2 separate regions of the Rattus norvegicus genome follow, and region 1 is linked to region 2. A link is a contact called in public Hi-C data. All regions are on one chromosome and are shown on one strand. The core of a region is the stretch at or near the end of the contact, and the rest is flanking DNA. Distances in the headings are between cores, read along the strand shown.

What was found. A called contact is a pair of places that touch in the nucleus more often than the background predicts.
Region 1: a Hi-C map of hepatocytes shows a contact between it and region 2, with 2.1 times the contacts expected there. The contact joins two enhancer-like sites. A contact is called at or near these places in 5 of 12 Hi-C or Micro-C datasets (frontal cortex, hepatocytes, kidney and 1 more).

Annotation. Positions count from the first base shown.
Region 1 is chr13:79,880,615-79,884,712 of GRCr8, reverse strand. No RefSeq gene overlaps it. Among named protein-coding and RNA genes, the nearest start is that of Xcl1, 97 kb to the right of the region's middle. Within about 2 kb of position 2,687, at least 40 of the 93 cell types and tissues checked have an H3K27ac peak or open chromatin away from gene starts, as enhancers often do.
Region 2 is chr13:79,610,896-79,614,933 of GRCr8, reverse strand. No RefSeq gene overlaps it. Among named protein-coding and RNA genes, the nearest start is that of Dpt, 43 kb to the left of the region's middle. Within about 2 kb of position 1,708, at least 17 of the 93 cell types and tissues checked have an H3K27ac peak or open chromatin away from gene starts, as enhancers often do.

The DNA.
Region 1 (4,098 bases), core at 1,438-3,937, 270 kb before region 2:
ACCTATGTCTCACTGAAAATAGACGGGATGGGGAGGGGTTGGCAGGGAGGAGAGAGAGAGAGAGAGAGAGAGAGAGAGACAGAGACAGAGACAGAGACAGAGAGAGAGACAAAGAGGCAGAAAGAAAGAGAGATGACAGACAGACAGAGACACAGAGAGAAGCAGAGAAATAGAGAGACAGAAACAGAAAGCCTGACAGACTGACAGACAGACTGACTGACTGAAAGCTCCGGCCTTTACAGAAGCTAGCTAGGCAAGCACTGTACCACCTAAGCCCCCCCGCTGTAGCTCAGTTTCTTGGTTTTGAGACAATGTCTTGCTAAGTTACTCGAGCTGGCCTTGAACTTGTCGTCCTTCTGCCTCAGCCTCCCAGTAGCTAGGATTACATTCAGTTGGATGTCTTTTCAACACCGTGGCCTAAACACACCTTTATCACTCCGGAGTTATCGCCTGAAATTCCTTAGTCATTCATGCGGCAGATCATTTTTAGGCATTTACTCTTTGTCAAGTACTACGGGAGATCCTGGGATAAGTAGCTGAGCGAAACCAGAAAGCATTTCTGCATTTTAAAGCTCAGTGTTCAGTGGGGGAGCTAGAGGTCTAGCTCCCACGTCAGTATGCCAACAGATATAAAATTGTCACGGTGACAGGGTAGGTCAAGGGAGAAGATTACAGATTTCCTGGCTGATGAAGCCAGGGGTGAGAACAAGGGCAGTGTAAGATCAGACAGAAGAGAGGGACTGTGCATCCCAGGATGGGAGAGGACCTCAGACAGGGAAGACTGAGCCAGCCTGAGGTAGGAGATGCCTGTGAGCCTCAGGGCTGAGTGTAAAAGCTATGGTGCCAGAGGCCAGTTCTAAGTCCTAGATTCTTCACCAGGTTTAATGCTTTTATTCTGAGGACAACGGGAGCTCACCAGAGGAACCAGGGGACTTTTACGGTGGCGTTCTGCTCTTTTTGTTTATTTTTTAAAATATTAAATTAAATGAATTAGTCTTCTTAGACAGGGTCTTATTGCACAGCCAAAGCTAGCCAGGAACTCACAACCCTCCTGTGTTACTTTCCTAAGTGCTGGGGTTACAAGAGAGAGAGTTACTATGCTGGGCTACATTGTGATCTGAAGAGAGCTTTGGTTAGAGCATTGGTTTGCAGAATGTGGTGGGGGAACTTACCGCAAAGATGGATAGGTCTGATGGTGCCTTATGATGTCGCTTGTATTTTGTTTTGTGGATTAGAGTTAGAAAAAAATGCATGGAAGCCACGTCTCTGGAGACCTCCGCAGAAACAGGAACTTGACAGAGACCGGGAAGGGCTGTCAGAAGGACCCCTTGCCATGGATGTTCCAGAATGGTTCCACAAGCCGGACCCCAGTAGAAGAAGCTCCAGAAGCATCTGGTTCAAGGCTAAAGCCAAATTAAACCTGCCTCTCAGGCCATGCAAGTGTGCTGAAGGGAAGTGAACAAAAGGAGAAAAGCTTCTAGTAAGGGCCTATGATGTGCAGCCAGGCTAACGAGGAACTCTCAGGCCACCTGTTTCGGCCTCCTGCTCTGAAGAGAGCCTTCCTGGGGCCGAGGAAATCGGTCCCGTTTCGAAAGGCTGCTATGAAGAAAGCCCTGCTAGTCTTGCTCTTGCCGTCCCTACATGCTCTGCGATTAGGTGCGCCCATTCTTTGTATTCCTGGCTTGAGCTCAGGGTCTAGGGTTTCTAGAACACCAGAGCTGGGGTATTTGGGAAGCTGAGTGTTTTGTGGGCACCCCGTGTATAGGAGTCTGACAACGAGTGATGAACTTAGCCGTGGAGAAAGCTGGTTCCTTCGGTTGCCACAGAAACCGAATCGAGCTGGATTTAGCCTTAAATTACAGGGTACACACAGAGATGGAGTTAAACATTTGTCTACCCTGCCTGACTTCCTTTTCTTTCCACACCGAGCCTTCTCAGAAAGTGGCAGCAGCACCCGTGAAGCTGAGTGGGGGCAGCAGAGCACAAAGGGCACGGGTGGGGGCTGCCAAGGTTTTGAAAATGCCAAGGACAGCAGATTCCCACCAGAGGCAAGGTTACTGCCCAAGCAGCTTCCTCCTACACGCTAGGATCTGCCACGAAGGAGTACATCAGGGAAGAGAGCAGAGAGCTGAGCAGGATTTAAAGCCATTGCTTTGGAGACATTTGCTACAAGGTGCACATGGCCGCCGAGTACTTGCAGATAGCTTGCTGAGATGTGCTTTACAAAACCCATATACCAGATTTCAAAGACAGCACGATAAGAGAGAGAGAGAGAGAGAGAGAGAGAGAGAGAGAGAGAGAGAGAGAGAGAGGGAGAGAGAGAGAGAGAGAATATGTCATGTAAAATATTCATTACATTGAGTTGACATTGAGTTGACAATGTTTTGGATATGTTAAGTAAGACACGGCTTTAAAACAATTCCACCTATTTCTGCTCACTGTTGGCAATGGTATTGCTCCATAATTTAAAATCCCACGGGTGGCTCACACCATATTCCTGTCGGGCTGTTCATGTACTGAGGCTGTTTGAATGGATTAAGACAGTCTGTTAACTGGAGAACCTCAAGTTTCTTCTGATTATCTGCCAGATAGAGATGTTAATGCCCTCTCTAGAATCCTCCGAGCCTATGACTAGCATTTTATGCTACGGTATGTTCTACAGAGCCCTCTGCAGGTTTCCCCCTTAAAGTCAAGGTAATATCGCCACAGTTAAATGCATGCCGACTCATTCTTCAGGAGCTGCACTGGGTATGCATCACAGCGTGGCCAGAGATTTCCAAAGAAGCTACACGAGCAAGTGGCTCGGTTCCTCCACATCACTGTGTTTTCTCTCCGCCAGCAGACATTTATGCTAAGGGTCTTTAGATGGACACTGCCTTATAGAAGTGTCTTATAGAAGAAGAAAAAGTCAAGTCTGCATTACAGATGGGTTGTCGTGTTAGTTCGTTTTCCATTGCTGTAACAAAATACAGTAGGCTGGGGACTTTGTATAGAGGAGAGGTTTTTTTGGCTCGTAGTACTGGAGGCTGCAAGGTCAAATAGCACTGCAAAGGGCTCCCTGGCTGTATTACTTCATGGTGGATGGCATCCTGTGGGAGGAGCATTGTGAGCAGGAGAAATCATGGCAAGGCAGGAAGCCAGAGTGCAGGGAGGGTCTGCTTTTTCCCTGTTCTTTCTCTTAGAACTAAGTAAAGTCCAAGGTAACTATATCAATTCTCCTTGATGATAGCACCTTATATTAGGCTCCACCTTTAAACACCCCCATGAATTTGCATGTAGGTTCAAGCTTGCAAATGAACTGCTATGAATGGGTCTTTAAAACACTCTAGGCAATGCCTTGTGCAGTAGACATAGTCATTCTTCTGGTAGAGATGGGTTAAGTGGGAATATCCATGAGTTCCTGAGAAAGAACATATAATTGGAGTAATTGGTTAGGGGCCTGGCAAGAGAAAGGGTGGCAGGAAGAGGCATACAGACAAGCCTCTGGGAGAGAATCTGTCCTAGGGTTTCTTTCCTGCACAAACATTAGGACCTTGAAGCAAGTTGGGGAGGAAAGGGTTTATTCAGCGTACACTTCCACATTGCTGTTCATCACCAAAGGAAGTCAGGACAGGAACTCACACAGGGTAGGAACTAGGAGGCAGGAATGGATGCAGAAGGCATTGGGGAATGCTGCTTCCTGGCTTGCTTCCCCCTGGCTTGCTCAGCTTGCTTTCTTATAGAACCCAAGACTGCCACCTCAGGAATGGCACCACCCACAATGGGCCCTCCAACACTTGATCACTAATTGAAAAAAATGCCTTACAGCTGGATCTCATGGAGGCATTGTAAGATTCAAACATAATGGCTATGGCTGCCTTAACCAGAGAGTTTCCAAAGAATTTAGCATAACACCCTGTCCAAAGAATTTAGAATAACACCCTGTCCAAAGAATTTAGAATAACACCCTGCTCCTGGGTGCTAACTGCAAAGAGGGCAGGGCCCTTTTCAGTCCCCCATCTGCATGCCAAAGATATCTCTACATTGAGGAATGTAAGGGTCAACGTGCATCATCAAGGTCCAACTCATGCTGTTGCCAAAGGCTGTCCTCCACAGTGT
Region 2 (4,038 bases), core at 459-2,958:
GACCATCTATCTGCTGGTGCAGGGATAGCTTCTTGAAGGCCTTATCCTTAAACTGATTCTCTCAGCAGCTTTCCACTGCTAATAGCTCCTCAGTTAGGGGTGGGACTTCCTGACACACGGCCAGGCCCACCATGCTGGGATTTAATCTGACATGATCTTGCACAGGTCTTGTGCTGTCACTCTGCCGTGCGTTCACATTTGCAACTGCCTGCCCTGTTGCGTCTGGAAAACAGAACAGCAACAACCAGTCTCATTGCAGTCATTCCCCTCCTTCCTTTGCAATGGTTGCTGAAGGTTTGTCAGAAGCATCTGGTTTAGAGCTTTCTTTGTCTCTGCACAAACTTCCGCTGTTCATTTTATTACCCAAAGTCTCATAAATGTAACCAGTTCGCTCAGCCCGTCCACCCTCTTTCATCTCCTGGCACGTTTCTGATCCTTCAAAATCTTGGTCAGAAGCTAAGATTTTCCATCAGACACCCTGTGTCAACTGCAGATTCATGGACATTTTAACACACTTGTGCACCCTTGCCCACATATATATTCACATGCACACAAACGAGCACATACATCACATGTTCAGAAACACATGTACACACATGCATGCACATGCAGACAACTCATGAGACTATGCACACATGTACCAACATACTGACATACACACAATCACACATATATACATGCATACACATTCATAGCATACAAGTACATACACATGTATACATGTATGCATACACACACACACACACACACACACACACACACATGCACATAGTTTTTAATTTGGGGTTGGGGAGGGCAGAATCTCTCACTCTGTAGTCAAAAGCTTGCCTGGAACTCCCAGTGTATTCTGAGCTGACCTCCAGGCTACAGTGATTCTCTCAGCACTGCCTTCTTAATACTGACACTACAGGCACAGGCCACCACGTCTGTCTGAAAATTTCCATTTCATGGTCCAGCAGTTTGTTTTTCATTGTTAAGCTGGTTGGAAATTGTACTTCGCTCGTCGCTTGCAGCCTCTCATTGCAGCCTCCTCACTGGTGCAGCCCTGGCTCCTGTCCCCACATCCCCACTCTGATAAGGAGAAAATAAAGCCCAGGGCAGGAAACCGCTGTGCTCAGAGTGAAGCAGGTGCAGATCTGCTGAGAAGACACACTTCCATCTCCTGGAGTGTCCTTTCTCCAGGATTCCTCGGCCTGCTGTGTGTATAGTAATAGATGTCCTATGTACACCAGTATTTCAGTGGCCTTTCATTGACCAGTTGGTGACAAACCTATCCCTCTGGTCCCCAGAACTCCTTGAGTAACACTAACTTGGAATGCAATAGAAAGGGCCACTCTGCTCTCCTGTGTCACTTGTGTGACTTGGTGTCTTCCTTGTGTGGTCACAGGGAGGATTTCCATAGCAACCAGCAGGTGTGAAGCATACTTTTGTGAAATACGAGTCTGTGAGTAGATGTGGAACATCAAATCTGACCCATTTACACATTTCCACGTTGTCCTTCCTCCCGTCCATGTGTAAAGAGCTTTGTCGGTCTGCTCACTTGTGTATTTTATCCACGTCTTCATTTTATCCACGTCTTTCTGAGTGCTTCTGTGCCTCCGCCCTTCTCTCCTTTCCTCTCTCCTCTGTCTCCTCTGTCTGCACCGTGGTGGTTTGAAGCTTCCCATCCTTGAATCGTGTCACGACTATTTAAAGAGGCAGAAACCCTTTTTGTGTTCCAGCTGGACATGTGCTAAATGCAGTGGCTGCTATGGTAACAACTCCCCCCGTGCCAGAACAGTCACATCAAAGTAAAAAAAATCTTTTCTATGAGCAAGAAATATGAAAATAAAATTATTTACTTGTGAAGTATATCACATGCTACTGGTGTTATAGTCCGTAAAATTAGACTTTCTAACACTTTATTTAAAATACCAACAAAAAAACCCCTACAAATAGCTAACATAGATTAGTTATTTTCATGGACACCCTCATTCCTTAGGTAACTTCTCTTTCCCAACATATTCTTCTGTGCCCCCAATACACTTAAATCTAGATTTTTTTCCCTTTCCTATTAATTCATGTGTTCAACACTGTTTAGTGAGCTCTGGCTATGTTACAGGTATGTAGGTCCCTAAGCACGCAATGATATGTTTTGTGTAAACAGGATGTTCTGTGTTTGCTTCCTGTGAATGTCGATCCTGTTGAAAGGGGAAGAGGGGCATACGACTGGCAGTATTAGCAGCAGTGTTGGTTTATTTTTCTGAGGCAATGGTTTTGAAGGGACGGAGAGAAGGGATTGACGAGGTGAGGACTAGCACCCTCTCTTTCTACAGAGGGAAAGGAAGCACAGATGCTGAGGTCCGTGTTTGTGGTTTGCACGGTTAAAACTGAGAATGCTGTAGTTGATGCTGTCTGAAAACAAGCGCACATGCGCACCAAGTGTAAAAACTCATGAGTCACGATGATGGCTGAATTAAATTCACTTCTCGTTGCTAAGACAACTGTCAATTGATGATAACTCTTTACTGACATCCAGTTTGTTAATTTATTACTTACTTGCATAAAAGGTTTTCAGTACATGGCCATTGTACATGATTATGGGGCAGTGTGACATTTTAGTACATGTACACATTGTATAATAAGTGTGAGACAGTCATTGGCACCCTCGCTTTCTTGAAGCAAAATCCACTTTCTCTGTCCATCTGATCACTTCAAGAACTCAAGTTGCTCTGTGTTCAATGTTTACATCACCTCCAGAATCCAACATTTTGTTTTGTTTTCTTTTCATTTCCAAAACCACCGTCTTGACTCATAGCATCTTTGTTCTGCATCCAGACTCTTGATGGCTTCCTAACTTGCTTTCCTATTTCTAATGTGGTTTCCACCCTGCAATAAGAATTACATCTCTGAATGATTAGTTTCCCCAGTTAACAACATCTCCATGGCTTTTCAAATTCTATCGAGAATGGAAGCCAGCCTTCTATGACCAACTGCCAAGATCATAGCGTGGACACTGCCTAGTCTTCTCTCTTCATTGAATACTCTCGTAGCTCCTACTAAAATGTTTTCAGAGCCTCAAGTTTATTTATGCCTCTTACTGTCTGGGAGTTTGTGCTTCTTGTCCCTCTGCCCACTTCCTCTTGCTTCCTAGTCTTGACACGAATAATACCATGTGCTCCTCTTGAATACCACTGTGTCAGAAATCTGTCCTGATCTTCCAGGATTAGAGTGGCTGTTTTACAAAATGGAATCATTTCTATCCTGGCCCCACCTTAAGTAGTGCTCATTTATCGCTATCTCACCGTGAGTAATATTTCTTATGTTTTCTTTTTTTTTTACACTTGGTTCAACTTTTTTATTTTATTTTATTTTATTTTATTTATTTTTACATGAGTACACTGGTGCCTTCTTCAGACACACCAGAAGAGGGCATCGGATCCCATTACAGGTGGTTGTGAGCCACACTGTGGCTTCTGGGAATCGAACTCAGGACCTCTGGAAGAGCAATCAGTGCTCTTAACCACTGAGCCATCTCTCCAGGCCAGTAATACTTCTTTTCTTTTTTTTTTCTTTTTCTTTTTTTTTTATTAACTTGAGTATTTCTTATATACATTTCGAGTGTTATTCCCTTTCCCGGTTCCGGGCAAACATCCCCCTCCCCCCTCCCCTTCCTTATGGGTGTTCCCCTCCCAACCCTCCCCCCATTGCCGCCCTCCCCCCATAGACTAGTTCACTGGGGGTTCAGTCTTAGCAGGACTCAGGGCTTCCCCTTCCACTGGTGCTCTTACTAGGCTATTCATTGCTACCTATGAGGTCAGAGTCCAGGGTCAGTCCATGTATAGTCTTTAGGTAGTGGCTTAGTCCCTGGAAGCTCTGGTTGCTTGGCATTGTTGTACATATGGGGTCTCGAGCCCCTTCAAGCTCTTCCAGTTCTTTCTCTGATTCCTTCAACGGGGGTCCTATTCTCAGTTCAGTGGTTTGCTGCTGGCATTCGCCTCTGTATTTGCTGTATTCTGGCTGTGTCTCTCAGGAGCGATCTACATCCGGCTCCTGTCG